Linked DNA regions of Mus musculus: regions 1 and 3 are each linked to region 2. Evidence: chromatin contacts called from public ChIA-PET and promoter capture Hi-C data. All regions are on one chromosome and are shown on one strand. Each heading gives the region's core, a stretch centred on a gene start, on an enhancer-like site or on the middle of the called end of the contact. The rest is flanking DNA. Distances are from core to core; before and after follow the strand shown.

What was found. Promoter capture Hi-C pulls out the DNA fragments that hold promoters and counts their contacts. ChIA-PET counts read pairs in DNA pulled down with a chosen protein or histone mark.
Region 1: a contact with region 2 is called in a promoter capture Hi-C map of the HPC-7 cell line. The contact joins the enhancer-like site here to the promoter of Gemin6 in region 2. A contact is called at or near these places in 7 of 39 promoter capture datasets (the 3T3-L1 cell line, the C10 cell line, the HPC-7 cell line and 1 more) and 1 of 115 datasets of contacts at active chromatin or transcription factors (large pre-B cells).
Region 3: a contact with region 2 is called in an RNA polymerase II ChIA-PET map of memory CD8 T cells, with 50 read pairs. The contact joins the enhancer-like site here to the promoter of Gemin6 in region 2. A contact is called at or near these places in 6 of 39 promoter capture datasets (the C10 cell line, the HPC-7 cell line, embryonic stem cells and 2 more), 1 of 15 datasets of contacts at CTCF or cohesin (large pre-B cells), 5 of 484 Hi-C or Micro-C datasets (CD4 T cells, the HL-1 cell line, Th1 cells and 2 more), 1 of 115 datasets of contacts at active chromatin or transcription factors (memory CD8 T cells) and 2 of 9 other capture datasets (adipose tissue and liver).

What each region holds. Positions count from the first base shown.
Region 1 is chr17:80,417,893-80,420,947 of GRCm38.p6, forward strand. Sos1 (SOS Ras/Rac guanine nucleotide exchange factor 1) reads right to left here. Exons shown (of 22, transcript NM_009231.2): 14 at 2,371-2,593; 15 at 1,117-1,236. It also overlaps a transcript of Arhgef33 not described here. Among named protein-coding and RNA genes, the nearest start is that of Gm10190, 46 kb to the left of the region's middle. Within about 2 kb of position 1,534, at least 7 of the 459 cell types and tissues checked have an H3K27ac peak or open chromatin away from gene starts, as enhancers often do. A contact at or near this core is called in the HPC-7 cell line, where this site is marked.
Region 2 is chr17:80,223,179-80,226,239 of GRCm38.p6, forward strand. It overlaps Gemin6 (gem nuclear organelle associated protein 6), which reads left to right and starts at 1,273. Exons shown (of 3, transcript NM_026053.4): 1 at 1,273-1,492; 2 at 2,443-2,586. The coding sequence starts at 2,462.
Region 3 is chr17:80,390,560-80,393,259 of GRCm38.p6, forward strand. It overlaps a transcript of Arhgef33 not described here. Among named protein-coding and RNA genes, the nearest start is that of Gm10190, 18 kb to the left of the region's middle. Within about 2 kb of position 1,287, at least 67 of the 459 cell types and tissues checked have an H3K27ac peak or open chromatin away from gene starts, as enhancers often do. A contact at or near this core is called in Th1 cells, liver, memory CD8 T cells and 1 more, where this site is marked.

The DNA.
Region 1 (3,055 bases), core at 284-2,783, 190 kb after region 2:
AGAGAGAATGTGAACCATACTGGAACCAGTCTTCCCAAAGTCCTAACTATGGGCATCCATCCCCACATCTAACCTGCTTAGTCCGCATCACATTTAAGTAGCAAAGAGAAAGCTGTGGAAGGCAGAGGGCAGTATTGAAAAGTTGCTGTATCCATTATAAAGCATATAAAGAAATAAAAGGTATGACCTAAACAGTGGAATAAAAGCAGGGAGCAGAAACTGCCTGTTTGAGTGACTAGATGAAAATTAACTGAAGTATTTCAAAGTCGCCATCAGAGAGTATGGTCACAGAGCTAAAGGACAGCCTGGTTAAGGCGCACAGAAGTGTAATAGCAGCATCTAGAAAGAGATGAGGAAAGAGTTAAAATTTTAAACAGCACCAAATGGAAAACAAATGGACTGAAAGGCAAGGGGGCTCAATAATAGATATGAACAGACAGAATAAAACAGAACTAATCTCAAGAGAGAGCTGCTGTTCAAAACAGCAATAAATCTGCACACTTGTTGTGAGTTGACCCACTGGACCACAGGAGGTTCTCTTCAGGCTTAAAACCAGGGACCCCAGACAGCAATGTCAGTCTACACAAAGAACATCAGTAAAGGTAATTATAGAATTATACAAACACTATAAATGCCCATTTTTTCCTCTCACCTTGTTTAAAAAGCAACTAATTTAAGGTATCTGAATGTACTTTTGGGTTTGTAGTATAAAAATGTAACACACTGTCAACAGAGGACACGAGTGAATGGAAAAAAGCTCTGTAAGATAAAATGGTGACAGCAGACGGCAGAGTAATCATTGTCATGAAGCATTGTTGGATTTGCACCATTGATTAGGTCTGTTCAAATGTAGAAAGGGAGCAATGAGAGCCGCGTATGGGAGGAGCATCTACCTGCTGGGAAGAAGCTGCAGCCATCTCTAGCCTAGACTGATAAAGTAAGACGCATGTGGTTAGTGCCAGGCAACCATTAAAAACCAAAGTACCAGTGAAATTAAAATGCACATTAGAAAGATACTGAGTTTACAAGAAAGGGGAATGAGAGCACTAAAGAAGCAAAACAGCCCCGCTGGATTCAAAACCTGCCTCTGCCCCAGGAGGAAACGCCCACACTTACTTCTCAAACCACAAAGTGAGGTTAGTGGTGTGCCGAATCATCTTCAGAAGGTTGGGAGAATTAATTTCTTTATCTTCTTTTGTCCACACACTTCCAACTAATTCTGATGGCTGCACAGCCCTAAAATCATCAACATAAAATGGCAATGTCACATTTCTCCTCACGTATATAGCTTACTACAGAAGAAAAACTAAACGACATTTTTAAGTTCTCTTTCATCAACAGAAAGTTGGTGAAAACAATATTTATAACTTTTTTATGTTTTCAGATTAGAACTATTTTAGTAGATACTCTTGCATAATACATTTACTGCTCATTTGTTTATTTTTAAAGACAGTGTCTTCTATGTAGCCCTGGCTAGGTTCTTGCTGTCTGGCACAGCTGGCCTGGAACACATGGCAGTCCTCTGCTTCAGTGTCCTGAGCGCTAGCACGACTGCGCAGAGCAGCATGGTCGTTTTCCCATTTACTGCATACTTTTGCATAATGTCTTTCCTAGCACTTGTAGGTATTATTTACTAAGTTAAGATGGTGAGGTAGTTACTTAAATGGTATCTAGTAAGTAGCCAACTAGGACAGGGCAATTACTAACGCATTCTTGGCTTGTTCTTGCTCTTACAGTGGACAGAAGAGAAAGCCATCCTGCAAATGCCTCTGAGAATAAACTTTAGACATTATCTAACATGGTCACTCAGGGACCATGATAAATGGAGATGGGAGAATTTATAAATTTAGCTCTTTTTCTCATTTGGTGATTAATAATAATTTTGAGATTTTAAGTAAAATTTCAAACCAGAATCATATTTTTCAGATAGTTTAATCAATTTAAACTATAAAGGGTTCTAACTGGCTGAGGCTTAGCTGTAACACAGCAGTCGCTCTATCGTGTACTGTGGAGTAACTGCTGCAGTAGTTTCTATGTTCTGCTTTGTGCTCAGCCTTGGATGCATCAGGCACACACCAGACTCTTCAAACCTACAAGACAGTACAGGCTTTGGCCAAGCCACTGGGACTGCCAGGATTTGAACCGAGCTTCCCAAGCAGGGGTAACTGAAAGAGCACAAAGTTAATTTAAGCAGATCAAGATGACTAAGGGGGCAAAACAACCAGAACTGACTGCAATGCCTTAATGCTGTATACACATCATATGCTGTCTCATTTACATCTTACGACAGCCCTAAAAGGCAGATAATGTATTCCATTTTTAAAATGAACTCTTGAGATAGCTTCTGAGTTTGAATGTTGAATAACATACCGGTATAGATCTGATTCAAGTAAAGTGAGTTGCCGAGCAATTTCTATTGGGTGTAAGGTGAGCAAGTCAAAAGTCTCTATGTGCCCAGGTCTGCTTATGTGCCACTCAACTGTGGGAGGTGAGCTCTGAAATGTAATGTTATGACCTGGGCCATTGTCTCTTGCAATTTTTTTCCTTTGGATTATCTTAGTGATGGATTCGACCCATTTTTTCATTGCTTTACCTGAAATACATTTTAACAAACATTTAAATACTCTTTAACACTTTGTTTTTAAAAAAATGTTTAAAGTAATACAAGTGATACATGAATAAACCATTGCTATAAAGTTCAAATGAGCAAAGTAAATACTAAAAGTTCCCCTCCCCCATCTCCCTCTCATCCTTGTTCCTCACAGGTAATCATTGTCAATAGTTTGGCATGTATCTATACCTTTCCTAAACATATTTTAAAGTAACTTGATTTTTTTTCACCTCCAACATTTTGAAGCTTAGTTCAAAATACTATTTTCACAATCCATATTCCATACGAAATGAAAGATTAACAAGAATAAGTTTCATATTCACAAATCTAATTAATATTGTATTTTATAACCCAATTATGAGGACTGATTGATCATATTAGTCTATTTTTTGATATGCCTGTCTTTTGTACTGTATAGGAAAGTAATCTACTTAACCCTTTATT
Region 2 (3,061 bases), core at 23-2,522:
TGGCCCAAATGCAACTTAAATTTCTGATAATTTGGACAGAGTAGGGACATGTCCTTGTTTCAAAAGGGGAAGAAAACATAAGCCAAACAGGTTTGCAGTAAAGAATGAAACTTAAAATGCAACTGAACAGTTGTCACAAATCAGTTGTAGATTTTTATTCTGTAGTTTTAAAGGTCAAACATTTTCTCCCACACTCTTAATAACTTGGAATTTACATTAGCTCTTGTAGCTTTATAGAGGGTTTTAACTGATAAACTCTAACTTAATCCATGAAATCTCATTAATATGAAGTCAATCATTCAATAAATGAAGGTTTTGGGAAGGATTATTTGATATGGAATTTCAAGTAGTAATTTTAAAAAACCGATTCATATTTAATGTTTCTGCTGCTTGGCTTGACAATCTTTTTTTTTTTTTTTTTTTTTTTTTTGAGACAGGGTTTCTCTGTGTAGCTCAGGCTGTCCTGGAACTCACTTTATAGACCAGGCTGGCCTCGAACTCAGAAATTCGCCTGCCTCTGCCTCCCGAGTGCTGGGATTAAAGGCGTGCGCCACCACGCCCACCTCTGGCTTGACAATTTTATAGCTCAGTTTTTGTTCATCGCCCTTGGTGGGTTTTTTTGTTGTAGTTGTTGTCTTGGCGGGGGAGAGGGTTGTTTTTTTCTCTTTTCAGTATAGGCAGAATCTTAGCATTTACTGCCTTGCACCACTTTTCAGTATCACAGTCTCGAAGATTCTGCAGTATGTCAGAGCCCAGTCAGCTACGTGCCCAGAAATCTGAAGCAGAAACAACATAATCCAGTGCTGCTTGGGAGGCAGAGGCAGGCGAAGTCTACAGAGTGAGTTCCAGGACAGCTAGGGCTACACAGAGAAACCCTGTCTCGAAAAAAAAAAAAAAAAAAAAATCCAGTGCTGATCTTCCCAACTTCACCACTGTTCTTGAGATTTACTGAGAACACGTCCCCAAAGGTGCACGCATTTTAACCGGCTCCAAAACGAGCTAGACCAGAATTCATGCCATTCACCTCGGCTTTTAGAGCCTTAAGGTTTACCCAGAGAGCTTTGTGTTGAATTCAGGGCAAAATCGCATTTTCATACCCCACTTAAAAAGCTTTGAGGTACGAACATTTTCCTCTTACAAAGATTTCTTGAGACGTTCACGGTGGCCAGGAGAACTCAAGTTCCCTTGGACACAACCTGCAGTGCAAGAACGGAGGCAAAGGACTACAGGATGGAGGATTCTGGGGGAAGGAAATGACGTCAGGAGCAAAGCATGCTGGGCTCAGGCGGGCCGACTCAAGCCCGCTCGGCGGCGTGTGAGCTAAGTAGAAATATAGCCAGGGTCTCTGCGGCGTTTCCCTGAGTCGTGCAGAGTTCTGGGTATGGCGGCCTCTGGACAGGACCTGGTGTTGGAGCTCTAGAGCTTCGCTAACGGGTCCTCAGCGCTTTACGAGAAAATTGGCGCAAAGCCCGTGGAGAGTCATCTAGAAAGAGTAGGTGGGAATCCGAGAACTCCGCATCAGTTATGTCTGTCAGGGGTTTAGGGCGAAATCCTTTTATCTAAGGAAAGCGGAACGGAAGTGGCTGCTTCTTCTTTTTTCTAAAAAAGATTTCTTTATTGTATATGAGCACACCACTGCTTTCTTCAGACACACCAGAAGAGGACATCGGATTCCATTACCGATGGTTTTGAGCTACCATGTGGTTGCTGGGAATTGACCTCCCAGTCGGTGCTCTTAACCGCTGAGCCATCTCTCCAGCCCCGAAGAGTTTGAGTTATCTACGGGCCAGGTTCAAAGCCAGGTTGAAAGCGGTATCCGGAATTGGGAGCAGAGGGTGGGACTAGACATGCCACAGGAGTTTTAAGAATTGTACCTGTGGCCATTCACTATTACCATCAGTCTGAATTATAAATACCCCTTCCCAGATATACTAAACAAAACATTCTCAAGAATTCTCCAAAGATAGTATCAGTTTCTTATACCCCAGATGGGCGTTTTGCTTGTTCTTCTGAGATCTGAGACGGCACACTATGTTACCAGGCTGGTCTCAGCACTACTAGTAGGTAGGGACTGTAGGTGTGAGTTAAGACTGGCTCTATGTATCAGTGCTTACTTGCATTAAGAAACTCGTTATTTTCAGGCAAATTACAGACTGCCTACAGAATGGCGATCATTAAGACATTTGCTTGGGCTGGTGAGATGGCTCAGTGGGTAAGAGCACTGACTGCTATTCCAAAGGTTCAGAGTTCAAATCCCAGCAACCACATGGTGGCTCACAACCATCCGTAAAAAGATCTGACTCCCTCTTCTGGATTGTCTGAAGACAGCTACAGTGTACTTACATATAATAAATAAATGAATCTTTAAAAATATTTTTAAAAAAAGACATTTGCTTGTGTGGAATATCCATAGTGATTAACCCAAATTGATAATGGTTCTAGATCTGGGCAACTGGTAACCATGAGCGAATGGATGAAGAAAAGCCCCTTAGAATGGGAAGATTACGTTTATAAAGAAGTGAGAGTGATAGCCTGTGAGAAGGAGTATAAAGGATGGCTTCTAACCACAGATCCAGTCTCTGCCAAGTGAGTATGCAACTTAATTTTGTGAAATGACAATCCTATGTACTGGCCCCGGATATCCAAGCTGAGAAGGCAGATCAATCAAAGACTGGTCATTCACACATAATAATTGCTTTTGAGCCTAACTGCTGCTGTTTTAACTATGGGATGCTGTAGCAAACTAAACATAGTTATAGGAATAGAAAAGAGAAATTCTCCCCTCTTCTAATTCTCCTTCCAGAGGGTCTCCTGTAGCCAAGGTTGGCCTTATTTGGCTATATAGTTGAAGATGATATTAAACTTCTGATTCATCTACTTCTACTTCTGAATGCTAGGACACCACACCCAACTTTATTTATTTTTTTAAAATAAGTCTCATATAACTCAGACTGGCCTCAAATTCATTATGTAGCTGAGGATAAACACGAATCCCTGATCCTCTTATCTCCACCATATCCAATTGTCAGGACTTGTCTCAAAAGGTAAAAAAAAAAAAAAA
Region 3 (2,700 bases), core at 37-2,536, 170 kb after region 2:
GGAGAAGATACAGACATCTTCAGAACCAATTAAAGATATCATGCCACTCTCACTGATACTAAAACACTTCTCCAATGAAAAGAGTAATGGGTTACTCTGTTTCCTTCTGGCGCATTCCATAATCTTTCTAGATAGCACTGTAAGCTGAAAGGGGAGGTGGGGGCTTTAGTGACCGTGATATTTGGCTTAATGACGAGTTAGGGATGAAGTCAAGGTGAGACAGTTGCTCTACCTCTGGTCTCCAGCCCTCTGACCACTGGTGTCTGCAGGAAATGATCCGGGTGATAGGAGAATGAAGCCACTTTACCAGAGATGCAGACTTTCCTGCTAGGAGGTCCCAGGAGTGACTTGCAGCCTTGAAGAGTCTACATACAAGCCCACGCAAGGAGCATGTTATTTCTCGGAGTTCAGAATTGGACCATCTGAGAAAGGGATGTGTGGGTTACAATGCTAAGGTTCTTTTGCTGGGCTATTTCATTTTGTAAGAGTTTAAGCTCATCTGAGATTGAAGCTAGATTGTTTATGAAACTCCTGAAGTGGAATTCTGTGGTAGCTGATGGCTAACTGCTTTTCCACCTCGTCTTTCTTATGTCATCTCAGCGATGACACTGTGATTCCCGGATTCCCAGAACTGCCTCAGTCCTGTTAGAGTGGGGTGACTTTGGGCTTGGTCCACAGAGCTGCATTTACATTTAGCTATTCTGAGATTTTGAATTCCTAAATTTGTCACCTATGTAATAAGCGCTTTGCATTGAAATTTTATTAAAGTACATTCATACACATGGCAAGTATTCCTTATTAACTGGCAAACTGATTTTATATTCAAGAAAAAAAATCAATTGCAAGCCCTGACAAATGAATGACTAAATGTCTTAGATAACAGTCTTAGGACAATAAAATTATCTAGTGTTTATACTAACTTTTTCACAAAACATTGCCATTAGTAAGTTTCTACAAGAGCCCAAAACAGCAATGCTTCCAGTAAAGTTGGGATTCCTTGTCACACAGTGATTTAGAAACAGAAGTGGCTTTAGGACTTGTGGCTGCTAAGCATTCTGGGATTTGTGGTTTCCTTTGATGTCAGATTTACTTTTTTAAATGTTCAAACTTATATCTAAGCCTTTCCCACAGTATCTTCCCCACCTCAGTTAGTGGTAATCTTCATTCGTGTTGCTCTGGCCTCAAGCCTTGAAGTTGGCTTTGACAGCTCTGGGTTTGTGTCTGTCAGGATGTTCGGGCTGTGGTGAAGTGGGCGTGGTCTGATACGGTCCCGACTCAGTCTTTGCCCTGGCTTCCGCTCCGCTGCCCTCGTCCGCCCCCTCGTGCTCTTACTTTAGTCCTTCCCCACACACAGTGAGTGTAAAGTGGATCTTGCCAATGCTTCAGCCCCAACCCAAGTCAGCGCCTCTCACCCTTGCGCCTGCTGCAAGCCTTTAATATCATGTGCTGACTCCCAGCCAATCATTTTCGTTGCTACTTCCTAACTGTAGTTTTGCTACTGTATGAATTGTAATGTAAATATCTGTGCTTTCCAGTAGTCTTAGGTGACCCTGTGAAAGGCCATTCAAGTCCTCCCTGGAGCGGTGATGCCCAGGTTGGGGACGGGCTCTAAGAATGATGACAATGGCGTTTAAAGCTTTAAGTGATCTTCAGTGCTTAACTCCCAGTGGCACCTCTTTATAGTCTATCCATATCCATTTCTCACCTACACTAGCAGCCTCGGTGCTCTCAGATATACCAAGGATGCCCCTGCCTCTGAACTATTGAACTGGCTCTTGCCTGAGCCACTTAGATGTCTCATTATTTCACCTCTTGGAAGGTTTGTGTACCTCTATGAGGCTAACTAATCACTACAGTTAAATTCCACACTTCTACTCACCAGTCCTCTTTTCTCTTCATAACAGTTACATTTGTTTTGTTTGTTTTCTCAAGACAGAATTTCTCTGTGTAGCTCTGGCTGTCCTCCATAGACCAGGCTGGCCTTGAACTCAGAGATCTGCCTGCCTCTGCCTTTCAAGTGCTGGGATCAAAGGCTTGCGCCACCACTGCCCTGTAGTTACATTTTTAATGTACAATATTCTACTTATAAAATATTGTCTACATATTTATACTAGCTCGTAAATCCCATGAAATGGATTTTTCTTCATTCCTATGTTCTAACATCAGTTCTGTAAGACCAATATTTATTTGTGGCTGAATAGTCAAATGGGCTCTTATCAAATGCTTATAATTTAAGGTCACTCAAAACCAATCTGCATAGTGATAAACAGCACAGAAAGCCATACTGAATCAAATCATAGGATGTCAGGACAGACAGCCAACCTCTTTAGAGTTTTCTAAAGCAGACTCATCCTTTATACTTTTATTTGCCATTTAAAAAAAAAGTGTCAAGTGCTTTGTGGAAGACATTGTGTTGCGCATGTCAGTCATTCACCCAGGGAGTACTAGAAGCAGAATAGACAGGTCTGCTCCACACTTGCTTACTCTGCCACTGGGAATCTTACATTTCTTAATCACTTATCAAGGCAATGAAACCAGCTATTAAAGGTCCCAAAAGGTTAGTGTGGCCATAAATTGCTTTTCAGGATTTGTAGTCTATCAAAGGTGCAGAAATTCAGGCTCAAATGTGGAGAAGGCCTCTTTAGTTCTGTTTTAGAACGGAAGCGACGTAAGGCTCTCTCTCCTCTTCGATGACCTAGC